2 separate regions of the Triticum aestivum genome follow, and region 2 is linked to region 1. A link is a contact called in public Hi-C data. All regions are on one chromosome and are shown on one strand. The core of a region is the stretch at or near the end of the contact, and the rest is flanking DNA. Distances in the headings are between cores, read along the strand shown. Region 1 has its middle 26 kb from the start of LOC123096952. Region 2 holds the start of LOC123097778 (asparagine synthetase [glutamine-hydrolyzing] 1).

Region 1 (4,117 bases), core at 885-3,384:
CATGCATGGACGCCTAGAATCGAAGTGGAACACACCATGACAAAAAGTTGCTCTTGCCCTTTAACTTGTTTGAAAGGTTAATTAGATCCACAGTCACAACTCACGAGATACACAACTTCTTACCTACTACAAGATCCAAATGACAATATTGAGTACAAGAATATCCCAGTATATGAGTAGTATCGTCTTAAACTACTAGTACATTAAGGTACCATTGGGTGAGTGATCACTAAGCTAAGATGAACTCCATAATCCCTCTGAAGGTTTCTCCATCAAATCCTTCTATCTACAACTCCGTTTTGCCAGTATCAACATATCTAATTTTTTTATTCCACCAAAGATCAAGGTATTTTTCTGGTTAATCTCAAAATGAAGTACCCTTATTACTAGAGACAATCTCTTGCGTATAGAAGATAGCACAAACATAAAAAGTGTTGGTCACTCCCCGAAGATGAATCGGTTAATTGATCATTTCTTCTTTAGATGTATTGTTGCTAAGTACATTTGGAATGTGTTGAAATGAGTTGAAATGTACATGTCAATTTTCTTCTAGCTTAACATTACGTATGGCTTTCCCGGTATGTTCCTCTTCCACTCGAAGAAAGTTAGTGGGAATTGGATATCTGTTATTATCTGTCAGCATATGGATAGCAGGAAATATAACGCATTCTTAGATGATCTATCCTCATTACCCCATCTCTATGATACACCAAATCTTTTGTTGTGTTGATACCTGGATCTGCGGAAGTAAAATGAGCAGAATGCTCTCGCAATCGAACCTAGAAGACTTGCGGAGGTGGTGGCCATGCATGGTCTTTATAGCATAGGTAACATATGTGCATCTTTAGATTATTGCTTCGTTGGTGGCTGAATTCGTGTGCGGTACGGTAGCAATCATGCTTTTGTGATGATCTTCTGGAAACCAAACACTTCTAGCCATTTCTTAGTTTTTGGAGAAGGATGGGTGGAGATATGTGCTTTTCCCCTAAGACTTTTTCCTTTGTTTAGTCATCAATCTCGTATCGCTGTAAGAACTCTGCAATTTTCTGCCTTTTCTTTTTCTTTGCGTGTGTGTTGGTGTTGGTTGTCTGCATCTTAGTCATGCAGAGGCTGGATGTCTACTCATGGTAATTGTTTTCTCTTGATGCGACACTGTAAATCAATAAAATACATTATTTATCGGAAAAAAGTTGACTGGAAGAATTCTACATTTTTCTTAGAAATAAAATAGGAGAGAATCCTTCTTGAAAAAATAGAGACCATTTGAGATATATGCTACATAGCATTATTGCAGTGGAAATAAGAGGGTGTTTGTTTTCAGGGACTTATTGGTTTAGGGACTTAAAAAAGTCCCTATAAGTCCCATCTAAACCAAACAGGAGGGGCTTATAGGGACTTAAAGTGGGCATTTGGGACTTATGAAATAAGACTCTCAAGGAGAGTCTTATAGGGACTTATAGTTGTAATATGATCTTATAGGGACTTATAAGTCACAGGAACAAAACAGATAGGGACTTTTTAGGGACTTGAGACTATAAGTTGGGACTAAAAAAAGTCCCAGGACTTATGAACCAAACAAGGCCTAAATAAAACTCTCGATCTTACTTTTGGATAACTATTGAGCTGTTTTTAGGCAGGGAAGACAATTATTGAGTTTGTTTATGAAAATAAGCAATATTGGTCAAGTCAATAGATCATGATGCCCTGATAATTGTAGGATGCCAGATATGCTTTGTATGATACACGTATGCATGCATATTTTCCTCGTTCCAATGGTTCGATGCATTATTTGAGTGAGAAGAGATAAGAGATAAGACATCACACACACACACACCCAGCAGCTACCACCAGACTTTTTGTAGGGGAACCCAACTACCACATGTACTACGCTGAAAGTTCACACAAGATGTAATTAAGTATACTTTGTAAGCATGCTAAGCACGCCATATATGGGCAAACCAATAGTAGGAGGTCACTTGTAGGGAGGACTGACCGCACCGTCGTCGTTGTTTCTTTCTTTTTTGGCTCCCTGTCGTCACTGTCACGTTGGCATCAGACATGCAGCATGTGCACGCGCAATGGCGTATATGAATCATTGGGAGATGCGTGAGTTGGACAGGCATCTCCGATTCGTCGAGCCAGGGAGGCAGGCAGCGTTGGTTCGCCACAATTCGTAGAGTCCGCGTCAGCGTGGACAGGGTCGGAGTGCGGTTACGTGAAGAAATCTGCCACTGCGAGAAGAGGATGCAAAACTCTTTTTTTTTTTAAACAAGGCAAAAGACTTGCCATTTTCATTTAATAAGGAGAGGTTTCAGAACAGACATCGCCAAGCGGCGGAAAAGCAAAACAATTACTCTCGCGGCATTACATTACGTAAATGCTTAGCACCTGCATTGGCCCAAATCGAAACTTCCTCTTTGATGCCTCGCATGACAATCGCCACCGGCGCCGCTTTGCTCGCATTCCTTTCATTCCATATCTGTCATCCCACAAGAAGTAACAGGGAAGATAGGGCCTTCGTCGGGAGTGTATTATCAGAGAGAACCGCATCCCACGAAGATTTCACCGAATCAAACAGGAGCCACGGAGCCGTGGGGATAGCAAGCCCAAGCCATGAGAAGACCGTATTCCAAATCCGAACAGAGAAACGACACTTGAAGATCAGGTGTGCTGCAGATTCTTGCACCTGACTGCAGAGTGGGCATTTGTCACAATTTGGCCATCCTCTCCTCTGAAGCCTATCAGCCGTCCAAACTCTGTTGTGGATAATGAGCCCTCCGTGGAATCAATTGAGCGCCATTTCCCCCGGAATCTCCAAATAGACCGAGGGCAGAGGGTTCTGGCATCTCCAAGGCCGACCCTCAAACCGCCTGTATCCGTCTGGATCGCGTGGTCCAAATGCATTTTGCCATCCAACGTGACCCGGTATCGGTCTGTGGAGCGGTCCGGAAGTTATTTCTTCCGTAAATTGGAAACAAACCGGGAGTGCGGTTTGTGAGAGCCTAGACCACCGCCACGTAGGACTCCGACATCCCTGGCCCACTTAAATCCTCCCTCCAGTCCCATTCTCTTCCACTTCGTCCCTGCCCCCCTTACTTTACATCCGCACTCTCCTCCGCCGCCATTGTATTCTACACCTATCGCCTAGAAATTAAGGGACGTCCACAACCTACACAGCCGTGCCAACCACTCAATTGTCTCACGAAGCGTGGGATCCTCCATGAGGGCCAACAAGTTTTAAGTTTTAAGTTTTCAATTCTAAAACTTACGATTCTATCGGTTGCAGCTACCGACAATATTGTCGGTCGCTCATACCAAGGTTCAGGGTTGAAACTTAAAACTTTCTATTGTCGGCCGCGGGTTCTGAAACTGACGATTTTGTAAGTCGCTTGTACAAAGTTTCAAAAGATAAAATTAATGAAATCTTAAAAACTCTTCAAAATGTATTCAAAATGGATCTCATTTGAAAGCCCTTGTTACCAGAAACACGAATATAAAAATGACATTTAATTTGGACTTTGGTTCAAAAAAATAAATGAAATGTAGTATGTGCGCATGTATGAGTGTGTATGTAGTGTGTTAAAAAAAAGTTCCGTGTAACGTGTGCACAAGGATGGACAGCGTATTATTTGCACCCCATAATGTTTTTTTTAACACGACCATAACGTCTTGACCCAATAGTATCTTCCCGACATAAAGGACATGGGATCTCAATCATTCCGCCAACATGTATGGACCATTGTTAGCTAGCTTGATCATTGTTCCATGACACATGCATCTATCCTTGGAGGTTCCAAGTAGTATGGGCTGCTTCGCTATTCTGTCTCATTGTCTACTCCGTCGACGGAGATATACGTACACTTTTTTCCCCTATACGTACACTTATAGCCAGCCGTTTCTGCTCCGGTGCTCCCCCCTAACTCAATTTCCTAGGGGTATTCTTGACCCCCGCCATCTATTTTTTCTCCGGCCCGCCGCTGCCCATATCCAAGCCCCGTAGCCCATATCCAAGCCCCGTATAACCCGTATGACCCATACGTATGTATACGGTGACATCCCAAAAAAAAGGATGACACGACCCCACGACGGCCGATCCATCAATCACGCAGCTCAATCA
Region 2 (4,233 bases), core at 1,198-3,697, 370 kb after region 1:
GAGCCTCCTGCTCATTTAACCATGTGAATCACCTCCCGTGCATATAGAGCTCCTTTAACTCATGTTCATCCACAAAGCTCCGGAACTTGTTTATGATGTTACTTCTGAGGTTATTGTTGTTCTTGTCAGAAGCTCTTAAGATCATGTTCAAATGTCCCAGAAGCATCCATTGGCCCAGGCAGACCATGCGCCTTGCCCTCGGCTCTTCGAGGAATGCAATCTTTGCCTCATCTCCTTGAGGCCCGTACACCACCGTGATCCACCAGGAAATCCCCTCCCTTGTGTGCACTTTCCCGATGATACTATGAGTATCGAGAATGATAATGTCCACCTCAACTTTAGTTGAATCCCAAGCCAAAAGGATCCTCCCACGTGTCTCGTCGCCGACAAGTAAGTGAAGCCATCCAACGATGGCCCAAGACATTGCATTACTAGGAATTGGTCAATTACATCCACCTTTCTTTCGTGCAAACACACCATGTTCACCTTAGTTGAGCCTATGAACTCCCTCACCCCCTTCCTTTTAGCCAGGTTGTTTAACCCACACACATTCCAACACAAAAGCTTCGAGTTGTAATCCATGAAGAACAATGGACGCCCGACACTAGAAGAAGTTGCCATCTCATGCACATAGCAGGGTGACACAACCCCTCTCTAGCTCCCCACGGGAAGGCATTAACTTGCCCAAGATTGCAGCAAAAATGCGCACGTGCTGCTCCCTGAGTGGGGAATCGAACAGCTCCTTGAGATCCTTGACCAATCCCAAGCGCGCGCAGGAGCATGTTCTCCGCTGACGTGGCCTTGGAAGCATTCGGCGCCGGCCCTCGTGTTTCGTGTTGGCGTGAAGTGTTCCGCCTGAGCTCGAAGCTTGGAGGCTTGCACCTCGTGGATGAGTGGCGGCGTCAATTTAGAGATGATGCTGGAGCAAAGTACCTTAGGCCGATCGTAAGCTAGCATCTCCTGCGGGGTCATTTCATCTGTGACGTTAAGGGCGCTGGGGACAGATTAAGCGAGTCTGGATTTGAAGGCGCCGCGCGTGCCTGATTGTACGTGCATGCCTCCATGCAGGGGTCATGTGCATGATTCCCATCAAGGGTCCCACCCGATGGCATCGATGATTGCTCCTCCTTGACGCCTGCATTGGCCTCCGTGCCCGTGCATGGGCAGCAATCGCATTATTCTCGACACCAACTGCGGGATCCGGCCCCGTGGTTGTGCCAAAGACATTGTCATTTTCCTGGGGCCCCACCAATAGCCTATCCTCCAATGCTACCTCACTGCCCCTGGGATTACAAGTCTGGCCCGCCGGCCCCGCAGACAGGATCCTTCCTGGGACCACGTCACACGGGAGCGGAGGCGGCTGCAACTTTGCCATCCGCGCAGGATTCGAAGCTGGCTCCACCCCATTGGGCAGGACCCCACCTGGGATCTCCATCGGCGCGGGAGCAGGCCCACCAAAGGTGTCTACGGGCTCCACCACCAAAGCGCTCAAACATGTTGTCCTCTCGTCCATTAGCTGACGGGTAATCGTGGGCTCTGTCACTCTTTGGATTGCCGCTCCACTCCCCTTGCTCTGTGGGAGAGCCGTTGAGCGGGCCACCAGTTGCAACGACACCAACCGCTCCGTGCCCATGTTTTGTTGCTGCACCAAAACCACGGGCAGCGCCGAAGAACTATTTTAGTTTTTAATTGAGAGAGAATTAGAACTCTTTTTTCTTACATTTAGTGAACAGTTTCTTTCTGTGGTTTAAGGTAAAAAAGCTTATAGTTCTAAGATAAAAATGTCAGTGATCCTAAATAAGGAAATAAACTGAACTATGGAGTAATAATAAAGTACAATAGTTAGCACAATTAGTCACCATATTGATAGTAGTAACATTTTTTGGAAACTGGTTTCCAAATATAGGCATTATAGCTTCAGTAATCACAGTAGAAATCAAAGATGCTAGGAGTGAAAGGAAAAGAAAAACAAGGGGCGGATTCATCGAACCTTGGCAGCATGAGAAAGCGTCCTCGTTCAGAAATAGAAATGAACATCCCTGAATATGTTAATCACATCCAAGATGCTCCCAAATCTCAATAATGGCGTTGTTTGCATCATCCATCACACGAGGAAAAAAAACCTAAACCAGGAGGAGGCATCGCAGCGAAGCACAGCCGGCCGTTGATGAATCCGGCCTCCCGGGCCCACCCCCAGCCCTCTCTGCCGCCGTGGATCGTAGATCCGACGGCACCGCCCGGCGCTGACGCGGGCGGCGGGGCCCACGCTGACTGGACGACGCTGCATCCGGAGGGGATAAACTCCCGCCGCGCACGGAACCCTCCCAACCGACACCCGCCACGTGTCCCCGCAGCGAGGGTGGGAGAGCTCCCCGGTCGCAGACGCGAGGCCCCGGAGCCGCGCGGATCGGCTATAAATACGGCGCGCGCATCCGCTAATTCCCGCATCACCTCTCAACACGAGCATCATTCACTCTCTCCTTCTTCTCCAACCTCATCCACCCCCGAAACCCGCGTCGTCCGTCGCCGCGTCCACCATGTGTGGGATTTTGGCCGTCCTCGGCTGCGCCGACTGGTCGCAGGCCAAGAGGGCTCGCGTCCTCTCCTGCTCCCGCAGGCAAGCACCTGTCCTGCACTATCCATGCACCTCCCCCCTTCAAATCCCTAGCGCCCGGTTCTAAATTCTAATGGCCGCCCGTATCGTCGGCATAATCTTGAGGTTCTTGTGTGGATCGTAAAACAAAATGTCGTTGATATATGTGTACATACATAGATACCTTGCCGGAAAGAACTAAAACAGGATCGTCCAACACTTTTTTTTTTGTTTTCCGTTCTTGTTTCTGTTTTGTCCTCGTTAGCCTTTCTCGTCGTTTTGTTGCATATGATATGAGCCCGGAAAGAATCGAACAGTAAGGGCAGATCTGGAAAAACAACACCGGAATCTTCCTCTTCGTTAAGCCTAAGCTCCCTGCGCTTACTGTTATTTGATTGCTCTGTTCGTGGCACGGCTTGTGGATTTTGACTCGGTATGATTTTGCAGGCTGAAGCACCGTGGGCCGGACTGGTCCGGGCTGTTCCAGTGCGAGGGCAACTTCCTGGCGCAGCAGCGGCTCTCCGTCGTCTCCCCGCTCTCCGGCGACCAGCCCCTCTACAACGAGGACCGGACCGTCGTCGTCGTGGTATGCATATATGTGCGCTGTTGCTTTGTGCGCGTGGTGTGTTTGCCACGTCCTGCAAGTAGACTGCTTGTTCTCCATCGCCTATCGTTTTCTAACTGTTGGTTGCTGTTGTTGATGAAAAGGCCAATGGAGAGATCTACAACCACAAGAAGATCCGCAAGCAGTTCGCCGCCAAGCACACCTTCACCACCGGCAGCGACTGCGAGGTTATCATCCCTCTGGTAAGCGAGATCGTTTCGGTTCCGAGCTGCCGAAATTAGCTTCGCAATTGCAATGAAATGAGCAAAAGAACAAAACTGAATACTGACGCCGACCACCCCTGCTCCTGCTGCTGTCTCAAGTATGAGGAGTACGGCGAGAACTTCGTCAACATGCTGGACGGCGTCTTCTCCTTCGTACTGTACGACACCCGCAACAAGACGTACATGGCCGCCCGCGACGCCGTGGGCGTCAACCCCCTCTACTTCGGCCGGGGCAGCGACGGTACGCACGTCAACCCCGCCAGCTTCTGTCACCACAGATTCATCACGTCTGGACTGCGACTTATTTGTCTGGTGTGCTCTCGCAGGCTCCGTCTGGATTGCGTCTGAGATGAAGGCGCTCCACGAGGACTGCCCAAAGTTCGAGCTCTTCCCTCCGGGGAACCTGTACTCGAGCGCCGCCGGCGGGTTCCGGCGGTGGTACAACCCGCAGTGGTTCGCCGAGCACGTCCCGGCGACGGCGTACCAGCCCCTCGTCCTCAGGGAGGCGTTCGAGAAGGTGCATAGCATACCACCACGCTGACCGTAGCACCACGTGATACTTGCTTCTGTGTACGGTAGGTAGTGTGACGGTGACTGACAGTGGAGTCGCCCATGTGTGCTGTTTTGTTTTGTATAGGCCGTCATCAAGAGGCTCATGACTGACGTGCCCTTCGGCGTCCTCCTCTCCGGCGGCCTCGACTCCTCTCTCGTCGCCTCGGTGACCAAGCGCCATCTCATCGAGACTGAAGCCGCCAAGAAGTTTGGAACTGAGCTCCACTCCTTTGTCGTCGGCCTAGAGGTTTATTTTTCTT

Evidence for each region. Hi-C and Micro-C count contacts between places; a contact is called where the count stands out from the background.
Region 2: a contact with region 1 is called in a Hi-C map of leaf, with 4 times the contacts expected there. The contact joins the promoter of LOC123097778 here to the enhancer-like site in region 1. A contact is called at or near these places in 2 of 5 Hi-C or Micro-C datasets (both in leaf).

Annotation. Positions count from the first base shown.
Region 1 is chr4D:338,546,492-338,550,608 of IWGSC CS RefSeq v2.1, forward strand. No RefSeq gene overlaps it. Among protein-coding and RNA genes, the nearest start is that of LOC123096952, 26 kb to the right of the region's middle. Within about 2 kb of position 2,135, at least 1 of the 8 cell types and tissues checked has an H3K27ac peak or open chromatin away from gene starts, as enhancers often do. A contact at or near this core is called in leaf, where this site is marked.
Region 2 is chr4D:338,920,741-338,924,973 of IWGSC CS RefSeq v2.1, forward strand. LOC123097778 (asparagine synthetase [glutamine-hydrolyzing] 1) reads left to right here and starts at 2,448. Exons shown (of 12, transcript XM_044519602.1): 1 at 2,448-2,617; 2 at 3,041-3,179; 3 at 3,302-3,400; 4 at 3,521-3,662; 5 at 3,748-3,938; 6 at 4,059-4,220. The coding sequence starts at 2,538.